Regions from separate parts of the Drosophila melanogaster genome. Here region 2 is linked to region 1. A link is a contact called in public HiChIP or PLAC-seq data. All regions are on one chromosome and are shown on one strand. The core of a region is the stretch at or near the end of the contact, and the rest is flanking DNA. Distances in the headings are between cores, read along the strand shown.

The links. HiChIP or PLAC-seq counts read pairs in DNA pulled down with a chosen protein or histone mark.
Region 2: a Psq HiChIP or PLAC-seq map of the Kc167 cell line shows a contact between it and region 1, with 2.6 times the contacts expected there. The contact joins the promoter of Hs6st here to the promoter of CG4733 in region 1. A contact is called at or near these places in 11 of 107 Hi-C or Micro-C datasets (the D17-c3 cell line, the Kc167 cell line, the OSC cell line and 6 more) and 1 of 6 datasets of contacts at active chromatin or transcription factors (the Kc167 cell line).

Annotation. Positions count from the first base shown.
Region 1 is chr3R:19,889,359-19,892,447 of dm6, forward strand. CG4733 reads left to right here and starts at 1,331. Exons shown (of 9, transcript NM_001260269.2): 1 at 1,331-1,896.
Region 2 is chr3R:20,007,070-20,010,154 of dm6, forward strand. It overlaps Hs6st (Heparan sulfate 6-O-sulfotransferase), which reads right to left and starts at 1,443. Exons shown (of 6, transcript NM_001275821.1): 1 at 1,092-1,443. It overlaps MED25 (Mediator complex subunit 25), which reads left to right and starts at 1,878. Exons shown (of 1, transcript NM_142597.4): 1 at 1,878-3,085. The coding sequence starts at 1,991.

The DNA.
Region 1 (3,089 bases), core at 81-2,580:
CCCCCGCCCACCTGCTAGATGGCCCAAACATAAAAGCCAAGTAACGAAATGGGTATAGCAACAACAGAGACATATGGACAAGCCAACTTGCAACAAACATTGCGATGTGAAGTGGAAGAAGGCCGCCGAAGGCGGGGAAGAAGACGATCATTTAGCATTAGCAAATAAGCGAGATAAACGCTGCGATCCGTAGACGTTGTTATTGTTGGGGAATTTGTTGTTTTCCTGCTCAATGAGGCGGGCAAATTTGAAACTAGAGAGGCAGAACCAAACTTACCCGGCACTTTGAATGCCCTTCTCTGTAATATTTAATACGACAATAATACATTTATGTTGATCGTGTATTGATAACGATAAAGATTTGAGTTCGGGGTGTATGTACCTGAAAGTATGCTCTGTATATTTCACGAATTTAATAAGTAAGTAAAGTATAAGTAAGTATAATATAATATGCTTATAATATAATATTATTATTATATTCAAATAATAGCGTTTTATTATAATACCTGGTATTTACGTGACATGTCCAAACTTCTCAAACGAACCGTGACACCCTGGCTCCAGGGCACAGTGTATAATTAACAAACACCTATGATTTGATTTTTGTATTTTTATGTTCGACAATGGATTCGCGCTCGCCAGTGTGAGTGACGCGTGTGTGAGTGTGCGTGTGAGTGGGTAAACGGCGGCAAGTGTTCTGCCGACGTCGCTGCCGCTGCGCCGTCGTGTGGGGGTAGGTGAGAGCGCAGAGAGAGAGAGCGAGAGGATGATGGAGCGGCTGCTCAAAGAACGCCAAAGTAATGGATCTTTTCGGGCGCCGCTCTCCTACTCTCTCACTGCTGCTGAGCTGTACTTTTAGCTCTTTTATAGCTTTTAATTAAAACTGAATGTAATATAACAATTATAGACATTGTTCGTTATATTTTTTTGTTTATTTAATTATTTTTTAGAATAGTAAAATTTTACTAATTACTTAAAAAATTTTTAAAATAGCTTTCTCTATGATATAAATATCTCTTCCAACAAAAAAACCATTGGTGTATATATTATATAATGCCTTTTTCCCAAGCAAATTATATTCCACATATAACGTTAAATTAAGGGAAAATTGTATTTTTACACCCAAAACCTTGAACCCTGCGGTCCAGTATTGCCGCTCCCTTCGAAATGAGCTTAATCCGATCTGGCGGATTTCCCAGCCGATTAGTCAGCGTCTTTTTCCGTCGATCGGCTCAGCTCTGATTCGATCGCAGGTCGCTCGTGTGTGGGAGCGCTCGTTCTTGGGGGCTGCTGGTGTCATTAGCGTAGTTGCAGCGGCAGTAGGAGCAGCAGCAGCCGCAGCAGCAGCAACAGCTGAGATCACCGCGTAGCACTCTCGCTCATCCGCTCCGTTGGCTCGTCGTCTCTGCGGACCGACCGATCGCTCGCAGAACGGAGGCTGATGTTATTTTCAGCGGCCGAAGATTTACAGTAACAACACGGACCTTAGCAGCATCGCCTGCACCGCTAGTCGCTCGGATATACGACGGTTTTCCGATTTCGGACTCGGATTTTCAGATCTGTGGATTCTGTGTTCTATTCTGCTCTGTTTTCGGTTCTGTTTGCTGTTAATTTTAGACTCGCCAAGCGGAAGCTTGCCAGAGTTTTCCAAAATATCCCGCTGCCTCGTGTGTTTTCCCCCGTTTGTTAATATTTCGCGCATTTCGCCAAAAGAAGAGCGCACGGCAAAAATGTCGTGCCGCGAAAATTTCGATTAACCTCTGGTCGGTTTCGCTTTCGGTTCGGCTTGGTTAATTAATTAATGACGGAATCTCTCGGTGTCGCCGTTGTTCTCAGCACGCGCCCTCCGGGCCCAAATGCAATCATTAATAAAGGCAGACAAATATCAAACTATATGTACGTCATGCACCACCATACACCCCACCAGCCACACACATACACACACAAGTGCACTCTGGCTCGTAAAGTGTATGTAAAGTGCATTGGGCCAGTGTGCGTGCACGTGTGTCTGTGAGCGGCAACTACTTCGAAATTTATTTTCGAATAAATAGTACAAAGTTGAAGAAGCAGCAGCCGCAGTCGCAAACGCAACGCAGCTCCCGGTTTCATCTCGTCCCCGTTCCCAACCCCAACCCATTCCCGTTCCTATCCCATTGGAACCCCACGTAAAAACGGCGAAATAGTACAACCAACAGCTGAGGTCAAGACAATAGCATCGCTAAATGGATTTGCAAACGCCTTTCCTCATTGCAGATCTATTTAGAAACTTTGTTTTGCACAATGTTTCTGCGTTTTATTATGCACCTCATATGACAGTGACTAAAATTGAAAACGAAACGACTTATCAGAGTTTTTGTAAAAAAAAAACTGACTCAATATAAGTAAATTTGTAGGTCAGTTTCGTACGTCAATGTGTATTCCAAGTCAACAAAATAACTTTTATGACGCTAATTCTCAATGAGACATTTTGTAATTAAGAGTTATCCAAACGAAACTTTTTTTAAACGTTTTTTAAATAAATAAAATTTTTTATTTTATTAAATTTATTTTATTTAAAATTTATTAGTTGGCTTAGATAATATTAAAATGGTTTTCTAATAATCGCAGATTTTGCACTTATTTCAAAACTTCATATTTTGTTTTATTAAACATCCGATTACTTAGTGAAAACTTTTATAAGATCACTTGGTGCTAAAATTTTGACCGCTCTTGTCTATTTCTTACGCATGCACAGTGGGATCCCACTTATTTTTGACCCGTAAAAAATGATTCAATTAAATCAATTGATTAATTGTTTGTTTTTGCACAAGCATAACCAGATGGAATGTCGAGATGATTCAACGTGACACAATAATTGTTCACGTTTTTGGCGCCAAAGGTGTGGGCCATTAATTAAACCCCCGATATGATAATTGCTTCTGGCAGTTGAATGTCTATTTTTGGAACCTGGTTTTCAATGGGTCTGCGACCACTGTGCCCGCCGTGTACGCGTCTTACGTATCTGCTCGATATTCCTATGCCGATCCGATGCGATGCTTGGTCCGAATCCGTATCCGTATATTTTCTTTCGTGCGGTGCGTCTGTGTTTC
Region 2 (3,085 bases), core at 193-2,692, 120 kb after region 1:
ATTTGTGTGGGAAATCTTAAATTAAATTTCCACGCGCGAATGCGATCTGCAAATGTATAGCGTAACGATAAAATACATAAATCAACCAATAATGACGCAATAGTGGAAAGTGAATGGCGGAGCCGAAAGCAATGCATTTAGTATACCCTTAATCAATTAAAAATACGTTTAAATACGTTTATTATTTAAAGCAAAAAACCTACATCCGTACATGATAATACGTGCAATTACTCAAATAATAACTTATTATAGTTAAAAAATAGTTTGTACTTATTTCATTTAATATTTAAATTATCTAGTGATTCTTTATTTATAAGAACATATTGTAGTTCAGTTATAAAAATAGTTATCAATAATATGGTAAATATAATGAATGAACAGCCTTTGTTGTATGGGTGATTATTATCACAAGTCGCTTTATCTGGCTTCGATATTGTTTATATGTGATAAACCCGATTGGAAAATGCGTAACATATTAGGGTTTGAATGATATTGACTACATGCGAGTAAGTTGCATTTAGGTAGGGTATTTAAATGTACAAACACCCAACTAAAATAACTGGCGATCGGCAGTCGGAGTGACGCCCAAGCATAACTGGTGCCTTATATTTATGTAGGCGCTTTTTACTTCACGATCGGTGCTTCTGTAGCGATCACAATTATTGTAAACAAATGGAAAAGTTGCTTATTGGCAAATTGGACTAACAGAGAGACAAGAAAAAAAAGGCAGATGTGGCGAAACATGTTGCCAGGCAACAATAACAAAAAAGCATGCATGCTGTGCACACATGGCCGTTTAATTCACTTCTCTGTACTCTAAACTATACTTAAACCATGCTAATTGCCTACCCAAATTATCAGGTTTTTCGAGGCAGTGACGTCAGGGCAAGGAGTATAATTATAATAATAGAATCAAACGATTTAGCAACATTGCAGTAAAAAAAAACAGAAGCAAAGGGGAGCAACAAAAACAGAGAGAGGGCAAAATAAGAGAGAGGACAACCAGACAGAGCGAGATGCCAAACAACAGCTGTTCTTCTTGCCAGATGCGAAATGGGCAATTTAATGAAATTTATCTAGATTTCACTCACTTTTCACTTGCCAAACGTCGTGTTTGTGCACTTTTCACAATTGTCGCGGCGTCACACGTTTATTTATTTACATTTCTCTGCGTTTCAGGCGCTCGCACGCTCAATTAGCGCGCTTTCCGCTTTGTGCCACACATTCTGTGCCAGCCACAAAAAAGCCCGCAATTCGCACTTTCATGTGTTTTCGGCTATTTCTGCGATCGTTTTTCCTGCACTTGCACTGCTCAATAGCTAATGTTTAGTTAATTGACACTTTCTAAGCGTTTTGCGTATATTTTTTACGAATTATTTTGGCAAAACGACGCGGTACCAGCGTCAACGTCCGCATTCTTCAAAATCGGCGAATGAACTGAACAAAACGAACTGCGCAAGTTGGGCAATAGGAACAGCTGACCGCGCTGCCAGACTGCCGAACGGAAACTCGCTGCGAGAGTCTGGCAGCACTTGCAACCATCGATATAAACTATTGGTAACGAATATTTAAAGAATTAACTTTATAGTTCCATTGAAAATACATACATAAAACAACTATAATTATGATACCTAACATAAAACATCGTAATATCTTATTTATAGTTATCTTTTGTATGCAATATTCAATTTTAAGTTAATTAGATAAACACCAAACGTTTTTTTATTTGTGAAAATAGAAAAAGAATTCAATAGAAACAAGTTTTCAAGGCAATCTGCATATTCTTAAATCCAACTTTATGGGCACTTTTGAATATTCATTTATTTTGCAGCCCTAGCAATCGCTGAGCGATAACCATAAGTTGACTATCGATAGCAGCAGAGCGATATGCAAAACAAACGAAAAAAGTAAAAGAGCGGTGTAAAGCAGACAACATAGTTTACATTTTTTGCAACAAGTTTTTCAACTTAAAGCCAACTCCCATCGTCCAATGGAGGTGGACCAGATTCCCCTGGCCGACGTGGTCTTCGTCATCGAGGGCAGCGCCATCAACGGAGCCTACATCAACGAACTAAAGACCAACTACATCCTGCCGACTTTGGAGCACTTCACCACTGGCTCCATCGACGAGCGGGAATACCTGATTGCGGAGCGCTTTGCCACTCTGTACGGTATTGTGGTCTACCGTACAGCGGCCAATCTGCTGGAGCCAGTTTGTTCAACCTATGGTCCCTTTCTGCAGCCCCAAAAAGTGATGGAGACGATCGAAAGATTGCCACTAGTGGGAGGCGGAATGGAGTCCTGTGCCCACATGGCCGAAGGATTTGCTGCGGCCCACGGCTGTTTTGATGACATCAGCGAAAGGCGCCAGTTGCTCGATCAGACCAGCGTCCAGAGGCACTGCATTCTCATCTGCAACAGTCCGCCGTACCAGATGCCCACAACGGAGTCGTGGAAGTATCCGGGCAAATCATGTGAGCAGCTGGCGGCGCTCTTCAACGAGCGCAAAATCAATCTCTCCATTATTGCGCCACGCAAGATGCCGGTGTTGTTCAAACTTTTCATGAAGGCCGACGGAGATCAGCCCATTACGAGCAAAAACTATGCCAAGAACATAAGACACCTAGTGCTTCTAAAGGGATACAGCCTCAAGGAGAGAGCACCTAGTCCCAACAGCATGGCGGCCCAAATGGCTGCACCCAATGCGGCACAGGCTACAGTGCAGCAGCAACAACAACAGCAACAAAATCAAGCTGGTCAGCAACAACAAGGGCAGGGCATGCCCATGGACACCACTCCAGCCCAGCAGCAGCAACAGCAACAACAACAGCAGCAGCAACAGCAACAACAAGGCAATCCTCAGCAGCAGGTCATGAACATGAACACGATGCAGCAACAGCAGCCCGGTCCAAATCCCCCAGCGGGCTTACTCAATCCACAGCAGCAGCAGCAACTATTGCAGCAGCAGCAGCAGAATCAATTCGTTTCCAATCAAATGCAGAATCAGAACTTCCAGCAAAACGTGGGACCCGGCCAAAACCGCTGGATGTATCCCAACCAGCCTGGTCAGGCGCGTCCGCCCTTC